Linked DNA regions of Mus musculus: region 2 is linked to region 1. A link is a contact called in public Hi-C data. All regions are on one chromosome and are shown on one strand. The core of a region is the stretch at or near the end of the contact, and the rest is flanking DNA. Distances in the headings are between cores, read along the strand shown.

Evidence for each region. A called contact is a pair of places that touch in the nucleus more often than the background predicts.
Region 2: a Hi-C map of the N1E-115 cell line shows a contact between it and region 1, with 4 times the contacts expected there. The contact joins two enhancer-like sites. A contact is called at or near these places in 1 of 484 Hi-C or Micro-C datasets (the N1E-115 cell line), 2 of 115 datasets of contacts at active chromatin or transcription factors (astrocytes and embryonic stem cells) and 1 of 9 other capture datasets (embryonic tail).

Annotation. Positions count from the first base shown.
Region 1 is chr11:17,465,244-17,470,378 of GRCm38.p6, reverse strand. No RefSeq gene overlaps it. Among named protein-coding and RNA genes, the nearest start is that of Gm31268, 140 kb to the right of the region's middle. Within about 2 kb of position 1,753, at least 62 of the 459 cell types and tissues checked have an H3K27ac peak or open chromatin away from gene starts, as enhancers often do. A contact at or near this core is called in the N1E-115 cell line and astrocytes, where this site is marked.
Region 2 is chr11:19,200,298-19,205,496 of GRCm38.p6, reverse strand. No RefSeq gene overlaps it. Among named protein-coding and RNA genes, the nearest start is that of 4933406G16Rik, 140 kb to the right of the region's middle. Within about 2 kb of position 1,281, at least 62 of the 459 cell types and tissues checked have an H3K27ac peak or open chromatin away from gene starts, as enhancers often do. A contact at or near this core is called in the N1E-115 cell line and astrocytes, where this site is marked.

The sequences.
Region 1 (5,135 bases), core at 504-3,003:
TTCCTAGGTTTTCTATCTCCAGAGTTGTCTCTTTTTGTGATTTCCTTATCTTTGTGATTTCTTTTAGTTTCTACTTCCATTTTTAGATTCTGGATGGTTTTGTTCAATTCCTTCACCTGTTTTGTTGTGTTTTCCTGTGATACTTTAAGATAGTTTTGTGTTTCCTCTTTATGGGCTTCTAGCTGTTTACCTGTGTTCTCCTGTAATTCTTTGAGGGATTTTTGTGTTTCCTCTTTAAGGGTTTCTACCTGTTTACCTGTGTTCTCCTCTATTTCTTTAAGAGAGTTGTTTACGTACTTCTTAAAATCCTCTATCAGCATCATGATATATGGTTTTAAATCCACATCTTGCTTTTCTGGTGTGTTGGGGGAATCCAGGACTTGCCGTGGTGGGAGATCTGTGTTCTTATGGTGCCAAGTAATCTTGGTTTCTGTTGGTAAGATTCTTGCATTTGCCTTTCTCAATATGGTTATTTCTGGTGTTAGATGTTCTTGCTCTCCCTGACTGGAGCTTGTTCCTCCTGTGGGTCTGTAAGCCTATGTCAGCACTCCTGGGAGACCAGCTCTCTCTTGGTGGGACCCATGCACAACGGGTTGTGGAACAGCCTCAGCTCCAGGGTACAGATGGCAGAGTGGAAGGATCATGTCCAAGCTGCTTCACTGATCTTGCACCCCATGTGCTCCTGGCCCGCTCCACTCCACACAGTTATTGGAGAGAAAGTGGCTGTCTCACCTCCGAACTCAGGAGTAAAAACACTCCTAGGAAAACAGGTCTCCCCTGGCAGGACCCATGCACAGCAGGCTATGGAACAGCCTCAGTTCACAAGTGCAGATGTCAGACTGGTCTACTTTGACTTTCTGTTGCCATGATAAACACGGCAACCTCAGAGGTCATAACTTCCAGAAAGGGTTTTATTTATGCTGCTAGTTACAGGTCAGAGTTCACCCTTTAGGGACTTAGTCAGAATATGAACTGAAGCAGAAACCACCCATAGGAAATGCTTCTTACTGGTGTCACTCACTAGCTCACTTGCTTGGATAGTTTTTATCTCAGCCCAGATCCACTTACCTAGGGAATGGAGCTACCCACATTGGGCTAGGCTGTCCTACATCAATCATCAATCAGAAAAAATCTCCTACAGGCATTGCTTCAGGCCATTCTGATCTGGGCAATTCCTCAGTTTAGGTCTGTCTTCCCAAATGACACTAGATTGTGTCAAGGTGACAACAAAAAAATCTAACCAACACAACACCCTGCCTACAGTAGTGAAATCCAACTAAAAGAACCAATTAGAAAGCACAGGCATGCAAAGCACATACCATCCCAGCCCTGCTACAATTCTAGCCTATGATGTCACCAGCCTCTTGATTAAGGCCTAGGATGTTTCCTGCCTGGATGATGATTCTTCCTTGGCCCCATGCCTTGAGCTCTTAACTCTGCCTCTGAGTCACCTTTTTCCACAGGAAATGAGCTATTTTTTAGATCCCTACCTCAAAGCAATCATATTAGGAGTCTTTCAATAGATTCTGAATCTAATAATGTTTGAATAAGTAGACAGATCCATACATACATAGAGAAAGATAATATACATATATGTGATACGTTTTACTTATCTACTGAAATGGGCACTGTCTTGCATATTGTGCTGTCCTGCTGCCTTTTATCCTTAATTGTTTGTCTTGAACATTATTTACTAAAAACACATGTAAATCTACCTCTGACTCACCCACCACTACCACTTTGTGAGTCATATCCCATTTTTGAGAAACTTTACTTAGCTGGGTGTCACATAATAGCTCTCTAGTGAACTGTACTTCCATAGTCCTGGCCTTTTTCCTTCTAACTCTCACACAAAAGTAAAGAGCAATTAAGCAATTTTGATGTTTACTGCTTGCCAGACTTTATTCTGAGATGTAACAAGTGAAACTCTCGTAACCTTTGCAATGCCTGGCGATGTAGGTGTCAGTGGGTTATGTGTGAGTCTCTGGGGTCACCCAGCTAGAAATAACAGAGGTGGGTTCAAATAGGCCCTCTGATGTAAGGCCCAAGTTCTTTGTTGATTCATTATGTACCCTAAGCACTGTGCTCTCTAATGAAGTCTTTCATATCTATTCATGTCTACATCTCATTAGAATTATGTTGATATTTTCAAGCCCTCTAGTAGACCTGCAATAAATATTCATGAACTGGATGATGCCAAGTTCTGAACAACCTGCCAGGGGTCATTCTACCACGTATATTATCTAGCATTTTAGGGGTTTGGTTTTTATCATTGTTTCGACAAAATACCTGTCCAAAACAATAATAATAATATAAATTTATGGAAGAAGGAGTTTATTTTGACTTACACTTCAAGGGAATCCATTCCCTGATGGCAAGGAAGGCATAGAGGAAGGAGTAGGAGGCCAACTGATCACATTGCATTAGCAAGCAAGAAATAGGGCCAGGCTATGCAACTCAAGGCCCACTCCTAGTGACCCACTTCCTCCAGCAAAACTCCACCTCCTAAACGTTGTTCCCTGAACAACTCCACCAACTGAGGACCAAGTGTTTGAACACATGAACCTTTGAGGGGATATTTCACTTTCACACCACCTCTTTCTTAAGCCAGAAATTTTGAACTGATTGTTCTGTGTTTATTGTGGAGGAGACTGGATTGGAAATAATTAGGAAGTCACATCTGAACACAGACCTATCTGATTCTAACGCATGACCATATTGTTAGTTGTAATGTCAACTGTCACAAAGTATAATCACCTGAGTAGGGCTCCTCTCCTAGAGAAAGGCCCTGGTTGTCTTCATTAATCCAAGCATAGCGCCCTCCCATGGATTGTTGGTAGCCACTGTCTGGTAGCAACCTAGGTAAAAAGAGTAGAGCAGAAGGAAGATCATAGTGTCACTTGCTAGTTCAACTCTGCCTCTTGCTGACCAATGATTTACACTGTTTCCAAGGATAAGGGCTCCTTCACTGATATCAGAAGAGTACAGAACTGTGAAATGCCACCTTCTGAGCATGACAAAGGCATTGTCATCATGATCACACAATAAAAGTGGCTGCCTGCACTGGCCCTACATAAGACTAGGCATGCCAGCAGTCAATCACGGATTGGGTAAGGACTCATAAGACCTACCCCCTCGGTGGTGAACGACTGTCCATTAATAGATTGTGTGGGAGGCATAGTCAGGTGCTACCTTCAGTTACATACTGATGAGCCCAGCTGGCTGCAATGGATAGTTCCAAACCCATGGTCACACAGAATAAGTTTAGAGGGGCACAAAACAAAACAAAAGCCACAAATGTGGGGAAAGGAACTTGTAAAGAGGAGGAAAAGTTGAAAAGGGCAGTAAGGAGAAAAGAGAGGGTGGGGAGGAGAGCAACCAGAATACTGTATACACGTATGTAATTGCCAAAAAAAAACCAAATTAGTAAAATTTTGAAAAAGGAAAAGCAGACAGTGAATCACTTCTGATGATGATAGTGCCTGTGCTGGTGGTGCCAGTGCTGGTGCTGGTGGTGCCTGTGCTGGTGCTGGTGGTGCCTGTGCTGGTGGTGCCTGTGCTGGTGGTGCCTGTGCTGGTGCTGGTGGTGCCTGTGCTGGTTCTGGTGGTGCCTGTGCTGGTGGTGCCTGTGCTGGTGCTGGTGGTGCCTGTGCTGGTGCTGGTGGTGCCTGTGCTGGTGGTGCCTGTGCTGGTGGTGCCGGTGCTGGTGGTGCCGGTGCTGGTGGTGCCGGTGCTGGTGGTGCCTGTGCTGGTGGTGCCTGTGCTGGTGGTGCCGGTGCTGGTGGTGCCTGGACTGGTGGTGCCTGTGCTGGTGGTGCCGGTGCTGGTGGTGCCTGTGCTGGTGGTGCCTGTGCTGGTGGTGCCGGTGCTGGTGGTGCCTGTGCTGGTGGTGCCGGTGCTGGTGGTGCCGGTGCTGGTGGTGCCTGTGCTGGTGGTGCTGGTGCTGGTGGTGGCGGGGCTGGTGGTGCCTGTGCTGGTGGTGCCTGTGCTGGTGGTGCCGGTGCTGGTGCTGCCGGTGCTGGTGGTGCCGGGGCTGGTGCTGCCGGTGCTGGTGGTGCCTGGGCTGGTGCTGGTGGTGCCGCTGCTAGTGGTGCCTGTGCTGGTGGTGCCGGTGCTGGTGGTGCCTGGGCTGGTGGTGCCGGTGCTGGTGGTGCCGGTGCTGGTGGTGCCGGTGCTGGTGGTGCCTGTGCTGGTGGTGCTGGTGCTGGTGGTGCTGGTGCTGGTGGTGCCGGTGCTGGTGGTGCCGGTGCTGGTGGTGCCTGGGCTGGTGGTGCCGGTGCTGGTGGTGCCGGTGCTGGTGGTGCCTGGGCTGGTGGTGCCGGTGCTGGTGGTGCCTGTGCTGGTGGTGCCGGTGCTGGTGGTGCCTGTGCTGGTGGTGCCTGGGCTGGTGCTGGTGGTGCCGCTGCTAGTGGTGCCTGTGCTGGTGGTGCCTGGGCTGGTGGTGCTGGTGGTGCCTGGGCTGGTGGTGCCTGGGCTGGTGGTGCCTGGGCTGGTGGTGCCTGTGCTGGTGGTGCCAGTGCTGGTGGTGCCTGTGCTGGTGGTGCCGGTGCTGGTGGTGCCTGTGCTGGTGGTGCCTGTGCTGGCGGTGCCTGGGCTGGTGCTGGTGGTGCCGCTGCTGGTGGTGCCTGTGCTGGTGGTGCCTGGGCTGGTGGTGCCTGTGCTGGCGGTGCCTGGGCTGGTGCTGGTGGTGCCGCTGCTGGTGGTGCCTGTGCTGGTGGTGCCGGTGCTGGTGGTGCCTGGACTGGTGGTGCCTGTGCTGGTGGTGCCGGTGCTGGTGGTGCCTGGGCTGGTGGTGCCGGTGCTGGTCGTGCTGGTGGTGCCTGTGCTGGTGGTGCCTGTGCTGGTGGTGCCTGTGCTGGTGGTGCCTGGGCTGGTAGTGCCTGGGCTGGTGGTGCTGGTGCTGGTGGCGGTGCTGATGGTAATGATGATGATGACTGCCTCTATTGTCCCTGCTACTATTATTAAGGATGTTCCTGGCCACACCCAGATGCACATTAGCACTCAACCCAAGTTCATTTCAACGCATCAGGAGCACCACCTCAACTGCCACTGCAGGGAACTATAGGGCACAGTCACATCTCTGAAACATGAAGTAGATATGAGTTTGCTACACAGCCAGTCAATACTTTTAATGT
Region 2 (5,199 bases), core at 32-2,531, 1.7 Mb before region 1:
TGGTAGCATTCATTCATACAAGAGTGATACCACACAGGGTAGCAGAAGCATGCCCACAGGCTCCTTTGATCACCCCATGACTCCCTCTCCAGTGAGCAGTCAGTGTGTGTTGAGCATCCATAGATCAACACAATCCAGGATGACAGGGCAGGATTTACAGTTGCTTGTAGATTCTTCTTGACTTGTCTTTGAGACAGACATGGATATGGAAATCACAATTCAGAAAGGCAGAACTGTCACAGTCATGAGCTGTGGAGCCTGGGCCTGAAGTGTGTCTTTTGACTCTCACTACACTAGGCTGCTGACATTTTTAGTGCCCCCCAACAAGAAGACAGCAGAAGACACAACAGGAGTCAGAGAGAAGCCATCTGGCTGGGACTGAGACGTCTGTCCCTCTGTGGCCACCGCTGGATTCCCGTGTGCACATGCCCTCTTCTAAAGTGGAGTTTGCTTAGCTTTAAGCGGGTATATCGCATCCTGTTCCCTCTACTCAAAAGAGAGATATAAAGGGGAGAACAGTTGCCTTCAGCTCCAGATAAATGGCAGAAATTGAACTGGGCAGTGTCTCCCCTGGAATCCTGAGTCCAAAATTCGCAGACAAATCACCCAGTGCAGTGCAGGAGAACAAGAGGAAGTCCATTGTCCTTGCCAGCTGGAAAACTCCCACCCTGCAAGACCAAGGAGCACCATCTCTCCCCAATCAAGACATCCCAGGCATCCCTGCAGCTGCAGCCACAGAAGCCCCCCTCTCCCTCCCTCCCTTCCCGACGTCACCGGTGCACAGCTTTATTTTTTCTGGCCTACATTTTGAAGTCTCTCCACACTGATGGACTAAACTGGAAAGTATAATCCAATTGGCTCCGTCCAAAGCAGATGCCACATAATCACAATCACATTAATAAAGCTGGCGAGGGAATACGAAGAATTTGATGGGGTGGGGGAGGAGACACTAACAACTTCCAGAATGCTGGCACTGAGTACTTTTTTTCTAGAAACAGGTCCCGGGGAAGCCGGCATCCCCATCTTCTACACTTCAAATTGTATAAACTCCAAGAAAAAAAAATTTTTTTGGAGGGCGGGGAGGGTGATGCTTTTATTTTTTTTTGACTTTTTTTTGTTCTGTTTTTGTTTGTTTGTTTTTAGTTCAGATGAAGGGAGAAAAAAGGCAGAGAAATGCTTGCTCAAATCTTTTCAGCACTCGGAGTCTTATTTATGCACGGGGTTTCCAGCTGCACATGACATAAGTCGAGGAAAACTGGCACATCCTCCCACCACAAGTGCAGTAGAGCCGCAAGTTTGGCAAGTTGCTCTCGTTGCCAGATGCCTCTGCTGTTTCTGCAACTATGGATTCAAGGCACTCCAATTTTTTTCCTTGCTGGGAATACTTTCAAAGAAGAACACAATGTTTTGGGTTGCCTGGCCAAAGTTTAGCTGTACTTTTACATCTTTGCCAAACTTCCTGTTTTTAGCAAAAACAATTTATTATCTTGCTAGTTCTTTAGACCCCAGAGGATTTGCAGGCACAAATAACTACTTGATTTCTGTGTCTTTTCTAAAAGAATCTCATTCCTTTTCCCATAATTATCTCATAGATGCTAGGACAGGAACACATTTAACTTTTTGGGCGTGCTACCAAGGTGTAGAAAAGGTTTTAATTATTCAAACCTTTATAGTCTGAACTTTAAAGAACTGACAGTTATTTTTTTGTGTGTGTGGGCAAGGAAAATAATTCTTTTCAGGTGGTTTGGCAAGATTACAGCAGTATGGCATGTGTATCATACAAGCGAGTTTGGCGTCAGTTTGCACTGGGGACTCGAGATTAGATTGGGGAAACTTTATTAATCAGCAGCAATCAAAGAAAACATTCAACCAGACACTATGTGTGTGCATGTGCATGTGGGGGGGGGGGGTGTGTGGGGGGCAGTAATTGGACAGGGCCATGCTGTGTAACACACCTGGGTGTCAAATTCATGATCCTCCTGCCTCAGCTTCCCAAATGCTGGAGCTTATAGGCCTGTAACATCATATTTGGCCCAGTCACACATTTTTGATTGAAAAAAAAAAATCAACTTTGTTAGGTGATCACACAACTCCCCTCCCCTTGATATGACCAGAAAACCAAACCAAACCACAGACTAAGAGCCTTCTCCTTCCTCAATTGTCGGCAACCAGGCTGACTACCAACCTGTAGATAAAGAGAAAATGCAGTTCACTACTAGATTAGAGATGACTGTGGGTAACCTTAGCATTTTCATGAACAAAAATGTCCTCAGTAAAAACAAAACATTGCTGCAGCCACTCACATAAATGGATAAAATCAGCAAACAGGATCAATCGGGGCCTGCTTCCTGACGGTGGCCTGCAGTAGTCCTATGAAACAGTGCAGCCTATAGCAAAAAAAAAAAAAAAAAAAAAAAAAAAAAAAAAAAAAACCATGCCAGGGTAGAAGAAAACTGAACTTCGGAAGACATAGCCAGGTACAACGTGTCTTTCAAAATTACTTCACAGTACCTGTGAAGACTAGAAAACAGATCGTAGAAATGAGAATAAAATTAAATTAGCAGATCTACTTAGGAAACAGTGAATAGTAACGAGACAGCGCAGCATGGTCCTATAAAGGACTGGCTTCAATAGTGGCATCAATTAGGATGCTCATGTCCTGCTTCTGGTCTTTTTCTCCCCTCCCCCACTCCTCCTCTCACTCCCCTTAGTCCCCCTTTCTCCTCCTCTACCACCTCCTCCCTTTCTTCTTCCTCCTCCTTCCCTCCCCCTCCTCCCTCTTCTTCAATTGATACTTTGTGATTCTCTTGAACAAAGTCTGGCCAGAAAACAAGATTTAAGTCAAGTTAGCCATTCACCAGGCTGAAGCACACACATAAAGAGAGAACTGAAAGGGAAGATTTTGCTAAGGAATTTCCTCCATTCAAGACCTCTCAGGCATTGCAGAGAACAAGGCTGCAGACAGCCTGAAATTTGTGACAAAGTTTTCTGGAGGTGAAATTCACCTTCCTCACTAACCTTATGGCATGTGCTTTTAAAGAGTTATTTTTAACATTTCAACATAAACAATGCCAATGCTGAAAATAGGATCAAAGGAATTCTGTCTCCATGCAGACTTGCCAAAGACCAGAGCCAGGGCCAGCAAATGCGAATAATAGGCAGTGAGTATGAGTTTCCTTTAAAGGAGAGGATGTGACTCTCAATATTGCTTACTCACAAGCCCATTAATATTCAAATAAAGTGAACATGCTGTGTGTGCAGGTAGTCACTGTATCCTGCTTGCTGTACAAAGGTCTCTCTTCCAAGCCTTCAAAACAAACTCAGCACCCCAAAGACCTAAGGACACCTTCACTAGACTTCTCAAATGAACAACTAACCTAACACTTGAAGCCTATGATATCAGAATGTACTACAAAATTGACACTATTAAAAGCCTTGGATATGTGTATATTTAATTTGCCACACTGTGCTGTTTTTGAAATTTAGGCAAAATTGTTGATCTCTAGGGAAATCATTACTATACATTTGTTATTATGGCATGCCCTTCGTTTGCAATGTGAATTTAAGTAAATAAATTAAAACAACAACTTTATTTTTGGTAAATATCTACTATGATAGGATGTTTCTGATATTATATTTAAATCCAGGAGAACGTATTTTGTATATTAAACATAAAGCAGAGCAGAGGACTATCAGAGAAGATTGCTAAGAAATTTTTGTGGGTATTAATCACTGCCTTATTGCAAATGGGTTCTAGGTGATTTACAAAGATGTATAAGATACAGCTACTCTGCTAAAACTATAAGTGAACAGAAAGTAGAAAATGAAAAGTACCACAATAAAGGGGTAAGATAGAAACAACAATGGAGCAAATATTGCTCATAGATTTCTGTGGCTGAAGTAGATCCAAATCTTGGTCTTGTTAGTTTCAGGGTAAAAATAAACCTTGCTTTATGACTATATTAGACTGATGAGTAACTGAGGCCTGTAGAACTTTATGCTGATTCAAAATGCTTCACAAATTATTTGCACAGGATGGTTTCTGGTCTTCTGCAGTAATTGTTGTAGTAGTCCATTAAGCAGAGCTTGACCACAGTAAGTCTATATTTCATTATGGTAATGCATCCAGTTCCCCTGGCAAAACTGCATTTGCTGTGTTTTATGTGGAAGTCTTCTGTGCCTATCCATCTGGAGATGCTGATTGGTCTAAACTGACTTTGTCCTTCTAGGGCATTGAATCTTAAACTGCAGTAACAAGACAGAATAAAGGATTGGGATTGATCCCCACTACCACCAGTGGTTGTGTACTGCTGAGAAAATGACGTTTGCCCTTTGCCTGGCCTTTGTCCTTAGGGATTAGTGATTAGTTCTCTCACCTCCCCATTTAGTCTTTGAACTTTCTACTAATCACTCAATGATTCTTTAGGCTTAAGGTCTGTTGCCTACAACCATAGAACATTAAATGTCATACCATGATCCTGGCAACTGTGTCAGGTTTCTCCAAAGGAACACAGCACAAAAGAATAAATATGTATTACAATAGAGAATTTATTAGATTGACTTTTACAGTTGGGACTATTAGGATGTTGGACCAATAGGATAGTCCAACCTCCATCATCTGCATGCTGGGGAGACTGAGAACCCTGTACTGCTCAATCCACAGGGCTAGACATCTCAGCAGTTTAAATCTGATGCTGAAGGCATGGAGGATTCAAATGCTAGGTTTTGGTCAATGTTGGAAGGTGGAAGAAATTGAGTTCTGAGAGCAGTAACGGTGGCTCAATAAGTAGTTGGATAGATGCACTCATCAGCAAAAAAAAAAAAAAAAAAAAACAAAAAAAAACAAAGGCAAGCAAGCCTGGGTTTCATCAGGCCTTCTTTAACTGGGCTACCTTGAGAAAGTGCTGCCCGCTCTTGGAATGGGTGCTTTCTGTAATGTATATTCTCCCTGGGAATACCTTCACATACCAGCCCAGAAGTATGTGGCTCCAAGCACCATCAAGTTGCCAGTGAATATTAACCACCACAGTAACTTACATGCAAATGGATTAAATGATATGTCTGGAATTCACATGGACATTAGGCAGACTCTGTGATCATATTTTCCTTTTCTGCCTTTGTATCCCTTTAGTGGCTAATTGAATAAATAGCTATTGATAGAGAGAATTTCTGTCCATCTAAAAGTTCTCCTACAGTGGC